3 separate regions of the Mus musculus genome follow, and all the other regions are linked to region 2. The links are chromatin contacts, called in public HiChIP or PLAC-seq maps. All regions are on one chromosome and are shown on one strand. Each heading gives the region's core, a stretch centred on a gene start, on an enhancer-like site or on the middle of the called end of the contact. The rest is flanking DNA. Distances are from core to core; before and after follow the strand shown.

The links. HiChIP or PLAC-seq counts read pairs in DNA pulled down with a chosen protein or histone mark.
Region 1: a contact with region 2 is called in a FOXA1 HiChIP or PLAC-seq map of pancreatic cancer cells. The contact joins two enhancer-like sites. A contact is called at or near these places in 1 of 484 Hi-C or Micro-C datasets (the N1E-115 cell line), 1 of 115 datasets of contacts at active chromatin or transcription factors (pancreatic cancer cells) and 1 of 9 other capture datasets (adipose tissue).
Region 3: a contact with region 2 is called in an HNF4G HiChIP or PLAC-seq map of pancreatic cancer cells. The contact joins two enhancer-like sites. A contact is called at or near these places in 1 of 484 Hi-C or Micro-C datasets (nephron progenitors) and 1 of 115 datasets of contacts at active chromatin or transcription factors (pancreatic cancer cells).

The regions. Positions count from the first base shown.
Region 1 is chr12:40,347,459-40,351,475 of GRCm38.p6, reverse strand. The region is part of intron 4 of Zfp277 (zinc finger protein 277); the gene reads left to right. Among named protein-coding and RNA genes, the nearest start is that of Gm40406, 96 kb to the left of the region's middle. Within about 2 kb of position 2,630, at least 32 of the 459 cell types and tissues checked have an H3K27ac peak or open chromatin away from gene starts, as enhancers often do. A contact at or near this core is called in the N1E-115 cell line and pancreatic cancer cells, where this site is marked.
Region 2 is chr12:40,496,082-40,500,071 of GRCm38.p6, reverse strand. All of the region lies in intron 1 of Dock4 (dedicator of cytokinesis 4), which reads right to left. Among named protein-coding and RNA genes, the nearest start is that of Dock4, 52 kb to the right of the region's middle. Within about 2 kb of position 2,126, at least 25 of the 459 cell types and tissues checked have an H3K27ac peak or open chromatin away from gene starts, as enhancers often do. A contact at or near this core is called in the N1E-115 cell line and pancreatic cancer cells, where this site is marked.
Region 3 is chr12:40,624,967-40,628,843 of GRCm38.p6, reverse strand. It overlaps Dock4 (dedicator of cytokinesis 4), which reads right to left. Exons shown (of 53, transcript NM_172803.2): 4 at 2,452-2,507. Among named protein-coding and RNA genes, the nearest start is that of Dock4, 180 kb to the right of the region's middle. Within about 2 kb of position 2,108, at least 59 of the 459 cell types and tissues checked have an H3K27ac peak or open chromatin away from gene starts, as enhancers often do. A contact at or near this core is called in pancreatic cancer cells, where this site is marked.

The DNA.
Region 1 (4,017 bases), core at 1,381-3,880, 150 kb after region 2:
TCAACAAAGAATCAACTTTCAGTACCAGCATAGTGTTGTGGAAAGTGGACACTTACAATCATATTGATTGATTAATTTTTTACAAATTCTTGCTGGGTAAGGAAACTTATTGTGGCGTCAACATTATGGCCAAATAGAAGTCATAGGCTGCAGTGCTCCGACAAGAAACTTTTGATTAACCTCAGGAATTGTTTTCCTCAGTAAGTGGCATTTATTTTATTCTATCCAATCATCCAAATCAACCATTTTCATCAAGAATCTAGCAGCTTATCTTCTCTTCTAGTCCATTTATTCTTTGTGCAGTGAGAGAAGGGAGATGGGAAATGAGTTCAAGCAAGCATCTCTGTCCCTCTCAACAGTATCAGCGGGGTTAACTCTCTCCATTCCTTGAGACAGGTTTTCAGTGAATTATTCAGGTGTTTAACGAATGAATTTTTTTACTTTTTTTAGCTTGTTCATCACTAGGACCTGAGAGAAAAAGTCAAATAAGGGAAATCTAATTTTGGCTCACAGAGTCAGAGCGATCAGTCAGTTCGTGGTCTTTTGGCTGGGTCTGAGACAAGGTTGACTGTCATGGCAGTGGATTGAAATGGAGGAGGAGGAGGAGGCTGTCCACCTCAAGATACAGGAAGGAGCCAGGTTCAACATAGCATCAAGGGCCTATCCCCTGGGAGCCTGCTTCTCCAGAACCCCAACACCTGAAGTTTCTAGCACGTGCCAGAATAGCACCACCATTTGGGGAGTAAGCCTTCAGTGCATGTGCCTTTCAGAGCACTTCCAAACTACAGTATTTTCTATCCTGGACTGCATGCATGTGTTTCACATTCACGTATTTACTGGGATGAGGCATGCATTGTACTCATATGTGGAGGTCAGGGGATGCGTTTTGGAAGTTGATTCCTCCTTACACCATGTGGGTCCCAGGAATTGAACTAGGGTCTTCAGGCTTGGTGGCAAGCCCCTTTACTTGCTGAGCCATCTCACCAATCCTCTCATCTGAACTTTTATTAATGGCTGAATATTTAAGAAAAGCCTCGCATTCCTTTTTTTGTTCTTGTTATTTTTCCGACGCATTTGTTTTTATTTTATGTGTGTGCGTGTTACTTATCATGTAGTCATGTGTACCACATGCATGTATGATGCTCCTGAAGACCATCAGGTGGCATTGGAGCCCTGGAGCTGGAGTTACAGACAGTGGTGAGCTTCCATGTGGGTGCTGGGAACCCACCTTTCTCTTGTATCTCTTTTGCTAGTCCTGATATAAACACAAAGAAGATCCTATCAGGGCCTGCTCTGATCCGTGGACATGCTAGAGGAGCCAATGCACCCTAACCCACCGCTGCCCTCTTACACTCAGCCGTCAACCATGCAGTGGGCAAACCGATTTTCTACCTTTGAAAATAAAAGATCCTCATTTAGAAGTATCTTAAAGATATAATTTTTAAATAATAGAATTATCTAAAACAAATAACATATGTATTATTTTCTTGAACATTTTAAGAAGAGTATATAACCAAAGTTGTTTTGCCAAACTACAGATTAGTTCTTTCCAGCCTGTGTTGTATGTGGCTCCTACACCACCAAACATTATGTATTCCAGTAACCTTTTAGAGGGGGAAACTAAGGAATAGTAGGCCATGCCTCTGTAGTCTTCTCCGCTGCCTGAGCAGTAGCAGACCCATGTTCTGTGTTGGTTTTGTCTTTCTCCTAATAGCTTAGAGTTTCTGCTTTAGATGCCAGAGAATGGTGTCAGGAAGCCAACTAGATTGGGGCCTTTTCACTAGAAGACGGCTTTTCTTCACATCTCCTTTCCACACCACCAGTACTTAGAGAGTACTTAGGCAAACATGTGGAAGAGTGGCACTACTCTATCTAGGAGTCCCACCTGGTAACGTCCATGGGCATTCAGGACAGTTGGGGGCCTCAGGAGACTGTGAAGTCACCTTGTTCTGGTCCAAGTTTCCACAAAGAGCCTTTCCTACTTTTTACAATGGTGCTTAAGTCCTAGCAAATGCCACAGAAGAGGGTTTGCCATTTGATGCCCTGGGAGCACTCGTATGAAATAAACACCACCTTCTGTGTAAGTCTTGGGTGGCTCTTGCAGCCAGTATTAGACTAGATGCTTACACCTAAGTACTGAAAGAATACCTCTATGCTTGAGGAGCATAGATTGTATACAAATATATTGTTAATCTGTTATGTACTGTCTTAATTCCTACACTGCCAGTATAATATAACTAATTTTGATACTTATATTTTCATATGAAAATTAGTTATGGAGGTTTCCAGTAGATATCACTTTAATCAGTTTTTAAACTAAGAAACATTTATAAAGAAAAAAAATATATATATATATACTTCCTTTTTCCTAGCCTCTTTCTTCCTTGTTACTATATTTGTTCATGTTTGGTGCATAGAACTGAGTAAAATGTCAAAGTTCTGAATTTCATCAAGATGTATATATTTGGTGTGGCACCTTACAGCACTTTGAAATACCTCACATTTATGAAAATAGATAGCAATTAAGTTATTTAAAAAAACAAAACAAAACAAGAATTCATTACAATTTCAGCCATATCCTTTTACTCCCATGTATGGCCAAAGAGGAAGTGGTCCCTGGTTCTTCTCTCCTGGGGACAGATTCATCTATCACCTTTGCAGTTCAGTGTATCTGCTTGGTTATGGAGTCTGCTTCTTGGACTCAAAACAAGTCAGATCTTTTTGGTTTCATTGGGTTGGGTTGGGTAGTTTTTTGTTTGTGGTGGATTTTGTTTTGCTTTATGTTGGTTGTTTTGTTTGTCTGTCTGTTTCCTGATTTGAAGAGACTCTCTCCAGGCTTCCCTCATCCTAGCAGAAATGAGACAAGTGCTCACCCTGACTGATTAATGAAGCATTGCCCACCCTACTTCAGAGCTCTCACTGTCCCGTGAGAGGTGTTACCCTCCCAGTGCATCTATCTGTGTATGTGAATACTGTGTGTGTGGGCTGACCAGGAAATCTCCCTCGAGGATTGGTCGGAGTACAACGATTGATTAATTCACTGACCACACCCAAGAGTCATGTGGCTTGGCTGCCCAAGCCACTAATCACACAGTTGGTTTTTCTGGCTTAGCCAGCCAGCCATCATCCTGAGTCATCTGTTTATCATAAGTAATCAACTGTAATCAGAGGGCCCACTGAGTAAAAGAGTAACTCAGCCAGGGGAAACTCAAAGTGTTTATAAATTACCTCCAAGAACAGAAGGCAATGACCAATCAAATTCTCTGTTTCCCCTTTCTAAGAAAGTTGAGAACAAATGTGGAGTCACCTATTAGAGAAGGTGTGTGTTCTTTTTATTTTTATTTTCAATGTATGTGCCCACTCACATACTTTTCTTGTTCTTTCATCTCAAACCTATGCTTTCCTGTCGTATGCCAGCCCAAAACACTGTTAGACTAGGTGAAGGCATTAAAGAACCGAACACCTTGTAGGTGATCCCTGGTTCTAGGAATGGAAAGCAAAAGGAATAGAAGGTCCTGTTGCCTCCTTGTGGGCCCTGTGGGCCACTGCCATAATTGTGCTAGGAAGGTGGTCTATGCTAGAGAGTCAGCCTAGGGTTCCCTGACCAAGACAAGCTAGCAGATTCTTCTGTGCTGTCGGCCTTGTTTTGATTTTGTTTGTTAATACAGCCATTTTCTGTGACTTCTTCCTATATAACATCAGGGCTCTGTTTTGTTTCCTTCTGCTAAATGGTTTCTAAATGCTTCTGCCCTACATTGACAGATTTTGTATTCTTACAATTTCTACCCTAACTCCCATTTTCCTTTTCTACCTCCGTGTCAATCCGCTGTGACTCTGCACCTGCAGCTTTATTAAAGTTCCCTACATTTCCAGCTTATGAATAAAGATGAAAGACCATGCACTGGCCCCGCTGCCACTCTGCACCTCTGAGACAAACAGCCAGCTTGTTGCTATAACTCATTGCCCAATGCATGAGCTGATCTTGTATTCTTACCACTGTGGTTCTTATCCACGCCA
Region 2 (3,990 bases), core at 877-3,376:
TCCTAGTCTCTCAAGCTATAGCACTTTGCCATCCATCCACACGAGTGATCTTTGAAAGATTCAAACTGAAGCATTCTGAAGGGCATCTGACTAAAGTCAGAGGCACTCTCCTGCTGCCCCCCTCCTCCAGCTCTAAAGACACCTCTTTGAACTCACACATTTTTCCCTTTGCCCTTCTAACCCTTATAACCAGCTAGAGGCCCCAGGCCAGGAGAAGTGTGTATTTATGTGAAGTCCCCAGAAGACCTAAGAAGAGTGACATGGGCCAAACCCACACCCAGCCCTGTCCTCTAGGAAGCCTGCCAGGGCTAACCTCATCTGAACCATGTCACTCCCGCCTCCTCCCCCTTCGGAGTCAAGCATTCCCTCCAGACTCACTCACTTAACACTTGTGGATGTTTTGATTGGGATCATCTGTAAGTCCCTGTTATGTTTTCTCTTCACACAGAGACTGTAAACTTCTCAGTGTGCTTTGTCAACCCATCGGCAAGAACAATTGCCAGAATGTAACGCAAAGGAGCTGAAACAGAAAGGAACACGAGATTTGGCTCCCAGGCCTTTCCATGACCACAGCCTAAGGGTGTTACACACTCCTTCCAGAGACTTCGTAGAGGCCCTGTCACTGATACATACTGTGTACGTGCAAGCATGCTTGCGGTTCTCACAAAAGAGGTAGGTAGACCACTATCAGCTAAGCCCTACTCAACAAAAGACGGTTAAAGTAACCGTGATGAGCCAGCAGCCAGACAACAAACAGCTTCAGCAGACCTTGCAACTGAAGTGTGCCTTCTCTCTCCAGCCTCTTCAACGGTGGCCCACACTCAGGAACAGTTTGACATTTTAGCACCATATGGCTCAGCGAGGATCCAAAGGCCACACTGAAAACTGCCAGGCCATTTGGCATTTCCGTACTTGCCCAGGCAGATGGCACTAGGCGCCCAGTTCCCAGCTGCAGCCTGGGATAGGTCCAAGAGGACCGGCGCTTCTCCAGGATGCCAGGTCAGCAAGGAGTCAGGGCTGTGGCATCAAGGCTGTGTGGTTTGAAACCTTGATGCCAAAGCTAATAATCTGGTCCTCACTCACGAGGATTTCTAGCACAGCTGAGAAAATACACAGTGGATTTACAAACAACTGTCTTTCCACCGGAGGCATCCCTAGTCACTCTCACCAGCAAAATGCCAGGCCCCTAAAGCGTGCTAGCCGCTCCTCCTCTCTACATAAGACTTGTGGGATTCCCAAGGAAATCTACTAGGACGGCTAGTTCAAAGACTGCAGAGAGGGATGGACAGGGTCTCATCCTAAGAAGTCACATGGGATTCTGTTTTTTCTTTTCTTTCCTTATCATGGTATAACACACGTGTTGGTGTTTAAAGCTGGGCTTCTTTTTCTGGGATCAGTTCCCCGGAAAAGGAAGCAAAATCTCCACTGTGAAAAGGACTCAGGCCAAGGTTGCTCCAAGGCAGAGACTTGGAGAACTGTCAAGGATTCGGGTACCACAGAGAAGAGATCACAGGCAAGCTTTGCAGAAAGAAAAGGTGAATCCAGTTGGAGAAGGGCCTGGGATCAGGAGAGTTCAGACAGAGGCTGTTGCCACTCAACACATCCCTGAGCAGCGCCTGGGGTTTTAACTGTCCATGTCTCATTACTCGGGATGCTAAAACCTCTTAACATATGAACATACACACACTAACACACTCCCATACTGCACTGAGATTAGTTTAGCACACATAAAACTGAATGACATGCAAGCATCTGTCATTCCGGGATGGGGCCTCGGGGCTTACAACAACTACAGTGTTGTACATTCAGAGATATTCCCGGTTTATAGTGCCAGAGCTATCTATTCAGAGAACGAGGAACCCAGACCGGCAGGCCATTCCTCTCTTAATGACAGTTAATCTGTATAAAAACCGAACTGGATCATTAAGCAGGGTTTTTATATTTCCTTCAGGCTCACCCAATTTCATCATTACCGTAGTAAGCCCTGGTCTGTGTACCTCTAGACAGAAATATACTCAAGAGGAGGATTTTTGCATGGAAATGATATTTTGGTCTGACTTCTCAAGTCCAGGCCACAGCACTCAAGTCACAGAACTTAGCTACTTAGAAGACAAAATAAATAAACAGACTCGGGGCTGGGGAGATGACTCAGTGCTTAAGGGCACCGACTGCTCTGACAGAGGCCTGGGTTCTCTGAGTTATTAAATAAATAATAGGAGAAGAATTATCTCTTAAAAGTTCCAAATACATCAATTCACAAATGATATATAATGGAAATATATGTATTTTAACAAAGCAGAACTCTTAATAACATACAGTAAACAACACACTCAGTTATTAAAGTATAAAGACAGCTCCTTCTTGTTTAATAATGTTTATACATATGGTTGTATCCCTAGTTTAAATAACATGGGATTCAAGTTGAAGATACTCTTTAGAAACACACATGGATAAGCAATGCATTTTAGCCAGGTCTGAGTTTTGGTTTGGGAGGACATAGCATCATGTATCGCAAGCTAGCGTCTAAGCTGCCACTATCTCCTAAGTATTGGTATTTGGTATATTGGTTTGGGAGGACATAGCATCATGTATCCCAAGCTAGCGTCTAAGCTGCCACTATCTCCTAAGTATTGGTATTGTAAGCATGCACCACAATACTGGACACCAAGGCTCTACTTCAGGTCCAGAGAGAGTTCCTCAATAAAGGTGCTTGCTGCCAAGCCAGAGGTCCTACATTCCATCCCCAGAACACACACAGTAGAGAAGAGAACCAACTCCCACAAGGTCTTCTCTGACTGCCACATACATACATACATGGGAAGTGAATGTAATTTTAAGAAGAAAGAAGATGACGATTCACATGGTCTATTATTCACTAAGGCTACCCTTCCCAAACTCTTTAGAACTGCATTATAAGCACACATTGCTCGGCTACAGCAGCACAAGCATCCCACTTCCATTCTGCCCAGATACGTTTTCTACGTTTCCCCTTGGTTTAGTAATCAACACTCTACCGTAAAAAGATATTCACCTAAGCATACTTTCATGGCAAATATTTTTCCCTTTTGCTCCAAATGCCCTCAAATATACCCTCACAGGTATGTCTATGAGCGACCATAATACTATAACGTCTAGTCATCCCACACTGAAAATCCTGCCTACAACTCTAACCAAGACAAGGATTCAATCCAGGAGACATGCCCTGATTGCCAAAAGCTCTGTGCTGAATTGAAGAGGTTGGAGACGCGGGTGAAAACACTTTCCTTAACTACACAGGAACAGTTCCCAGGAGCGAAAGCACCTTTTGATAAACAGAAGCCTCCATCCAGAGAGGCTTGGAAGCCTCAATTTAATTACTCCCCCATCTTCTGCTTATGCGACCAGACTCACTCCTTCTCTTCCTCCGTTTAGCCGCCCAGGCTGCTCTCCCTTGGGCCTCTCACTGCTCCTGGGCACATGCTCAGCCTCTCTAACACACTTCCAGACACTGGGTTCTCTGCTTTCTGCGCCTTACTTTCACAACATCGAGCTTTCGAGTAAACTGTGGCTGAATCAACATTTTTCACTGGAAGTCTGTCTGAGACAGTGTTGTACGAGAGCCACGGAAAAGCTAAAGAGCTTTAAGATGTGAAAACGACAGACAAAAATAACCAAAGCCGTTTCATTTCTGCAGTATAGCCCAGTTCCATCTCAAAATGATCCACGGCCACACAGAAGCACACCCCTGCTCCCCAGAGTGCACAGGGAGGGCATGACAGAGACGGTACCAGAGAAACAGCTAAGAGCCCCACTAATACTGAGCAGATTTACAGACGGGGTCCTTAATAGTTTATATTGCCCTCAAGATCCCCTTCATCTGTCTGCTGAGGTCTTCGTGTTTGTTTAAAGCATAAAAGCTATAGAATCATTTAAAAAAAATCAAAATAAAACACAGCTATCAAAATATTAAGAAAACTACAAAATAGTTATATTTGAGCTTCTCTGCTGACT
Region 3 (3,877 bases), core at 859-3,358, 130 kb before region 2:
CCACAGTTCATTGTCAGCAGGACACAACCCAGAATCACCTGAGATAAGAGTATCCAGGTGGGACTATCAAGGTCAGGTCAGCTTGTAAATATGTCTGGGCGATGGGGGCAGAGGTGGACATTGTCTTTACTATGTTAATTGATGTGGGAAAATCCAGTTTAAGAGTGGACTGAACCATTACCTCACTTTGCATCCTATACAGTATTAAACAGTGAGAAAGCTAAGCATAAGGCATGTTTTACTAAGCTGTTCCCTGCTGAAGGTATAATATGACTAGCTGCCTTAAAGCTCCTGATAAACGGATCCAACTTACCCATGTGGATGGAGTTCACTTGGAATTCTTAACTAAAAGAATCTCTTTCCCTCTTAGATTGCTTTGTCAAGGAATTTTATCACAGCAAAAGAAATGAAACTAAGAAACTACAGGAGCCTTTGAGCTCTTTCATCCTTGATCACAAGGTAGGATGGAGGATGGGTGGCTGTTGCAAGAGTCAGGAGAGCCAGACTGGCTTCAGGTAAAGGCAGCAGGGACTTGTTCAGATGGCACCTGAAAGGGTGGCTTAGACTAAGACAATGTGCCTCCTCTGGAGGACAGCAGCCTACCATAACAGGTCCTGGGGAAAGCAATAGAGCCAAAGCACAAGACAAGGACTACAAAATAACTACTAGGAATATGTTCAAGGACCTTAATCAGGGTAAGAAACAATTTATCTTAATGAAGACTGTGATGACACAAACCATTGAAAGAAAACATCCAAGACATGAAAGTAGACTTTAACAAAGAAACAGAATCATTAAAGACAACCAAAACTGAAATAAAATGGAAAACAACTTAGGATGCTAAGTGAAACCCTCACAGAAAAATCAGCAGTACACTAAAGTTGTACCATAAGTCTTCTATATTGTAAAACTACTAAAGTTTTTCAAAGTATTAAAATAAATGACATACAGCACACTGTTATTACAGTAGGCCATTTAACATTTATCCAAATAGAGAAACCCAAGGTGTTTGTACCATATGGACTTGCTCATGTTTGTTCATTGAATGTTTTATAGAAGATGAATGTAAAAACCATCCATTTGACTAATATCTATGCAAACTTTTTGGTGAAATTAAAATTTAAATATATTATCTACTATGCTTTTGTTGCTGAAATAAAAAGTTGCTATTTACTGCTATTTGCATAAATATGTAATTTCTATCACAGAGCCTGTATATTTTGGCCATAAAATGAAAATTACAATTATAATTCACAGATGGCTCCTTGTGACATTGCCATCAGATACATGTGTCAAAATCTACCTTAACAACAATCATTTACTTATGTGCTAAGTACACAACACCAGGCAAGTTCTATTGTGATATTCTGTAGAAACTTATTTGATACACATTATTCTAACGGCTGATTCCAGTCCATTTAGAAGCAGACTGTAACATATTATAAATACTTAAGAAGTCCTTGGTGATCAATGACATCCATGCAATATATCAGTCAGACATGTCACATGTTCTGTTTGTGAAGCTAGTTATCTAAATATCATGCTGGAGAAATACACAAACAGTTTTTTTTAATACATAGATTTTAATTGAGTTTATGACTTTTGTGTTAGACCAGATTTGTGGCAATCTGTGACAGGACGTGACCGTAGGTCAAATAGAGAAATAATATATGAAGTTACACAAGGACCTAGTGTTATACTCACTTCAGAGAATAGATGGGCTTTTCCTGTCCTTACGCTTTGAGACAGAGTCTTATGGCCTTGCCTGGCATGGAACTCACTGTGTAGACCTGGTGAGCCTCGAACTCACAGAGACCTGCCTGACTCTGTCTTCTAAGTGCTGGAGTTAAATATGAACTACCACAGCCAGCTTTCTTTTTATTTGTTATTCCTGTGTGTATACAATGTGTGTAGGTCATACAAGTGCTGTGGCACACATACAGGGGTCAGGGGACAGCTCTGTGCAGTCCGTTGTCTTCTACCTTTGTGTGGCTTTGCAAGCTCAAGCTCAGGTTGTTGGGCTTGCCCAGGAAGTACTCTGTCTCCCCCACACCCTGCTGGCCACAGGCTTCCCTTCTCTATAACCAGTAGTAAATTAAGGAAGTTCTGGGCACTGAGGCTACATGACTCACCATGTTAGGGACTCTGCCTGGCATGATTCTCTAAACAGCAGGAAACCAAGAAGAACCAATTTCTCTGCTTAAGATTAAACAAGTTTCACAACTGGTAGACAATGAGAGGCCATAATACCCTAGCATGCTCCTGTGGCTCAGCACTCAGAAATGAGTTCCTTAATTGTCTCTATTTGCTGCCATAGTATCTCCTTATCAAACAACAAGGGCCACGGTTCGCTCTTCTGTAGTTGCTTTAGTAATACAATTACTAAGCCTTTCAATTCCAAGACAGCGGCTGTGGCAAAATCTTCCAACTATGAATGCAATTCATTCTTACCCTTTGTTCTTTACACAGGCATTTTTCAAGTGAACATAGCTGGAAGGAAATATACCCTGGAAGAGAAAACATGAAGGTTATGTTTCTAGCTATCTCTTAAAGCCAGTTGTTCATAAGAAGGATGTATTAAACAGTTACAACCATGACAATATCAGGAATAGAAAAACATCAGTACATTCTATGGGCTAAATAAAATGCAATGCAGCATGAATCATTATTTTCTAATACCAGTTACAACCATTGCACTTTTAGAGATTTTTTTGTAAATATAATTGAAAAAAAAATCAAATCTCACTCAGTAAATACATTCTTTTTGTTTATCTCTGCAAACAGAGTCTTGCAGTGTAACCTTGTCTAACCTGAAATTTATTATCTAGAGCAGGCTGACCTTAAACTTTTGGCTGTCTTACAGCTATGCTTTCTCAAAGCTGATGTACAGCTATGGGCCACCACTTTGGCCATCTAAACACGTATGCTTTTAATAAATCAGAAAATAAAAAATCCAATAATTCTACATAAAAACTGTGCTTTAAAAAAGAGGGGAAAACAGCACTGTACTGGCAGGTTTTGTGTGTCAACTTGACACCAGCTGGAGTTATCACAGAGAAAGGAGCCTCCCTTGAGGCAATGCCTCCATGAGATCCAGCTGTAAGACATTTTTTTCAATTAGTGATCAAGGGCCGGAGGGCTCCTTGTGGGTGGTGCCATCCCTGGGCTGGTGGTCCTGGGTTCTATAAGAAAGCAAGCTAAGCAAACCAGAGGAAACAATACAGTAAGCAGCCCCCTCCATGGCCTCTGCATCAACTCCTGCCCCCAAGTTCCTGTCCTGACTTCCTTTGGTAATGAACAGCAATGTGGAAGTGTAAGCTGAATTAATCCTTTTCCTTCCCAACTTGCTTCTTGGTCGTGATGTTTTGTGCAGGAATACAAACCCTGACTAAGACAAGCACCTATGATGTTGTTATTTGGCTATTGTTTGTGAGACATGGTCTCACACCACAGACCAACCAGCAAGGAATTCACTATGCTATCCAGGTTGGCTTTGAACTTTGCAATCCTTTCCCCTCAGCATCCCAAGTGAGAGGATTACAAACATGTAACATCGGACCAGGCTGCATGTTATGTTCCAATGAGTAATTTTAGCTTACAAGAGAGCTCTGTGAGAAAACATGCGTGCCATTGGTTCAATTCCTGGTATTTAAAAAAAAAACTTGGGACTGGAATGACAGCTCAGTGTTTAAAGGTACATATACTCAAGACCTGACTCAATTCTATATATTCTACAATAATAAATAGGAAGAGAACGCTTTTTAGCTTTTTTCATAAAATTTATATTTATTTCAATATAACAAAATTAACAAATAAAGCAACATCAGTATAGAAAAGTTAATATCAAGATTTATGATATGAGATGGAATTGAAAGGG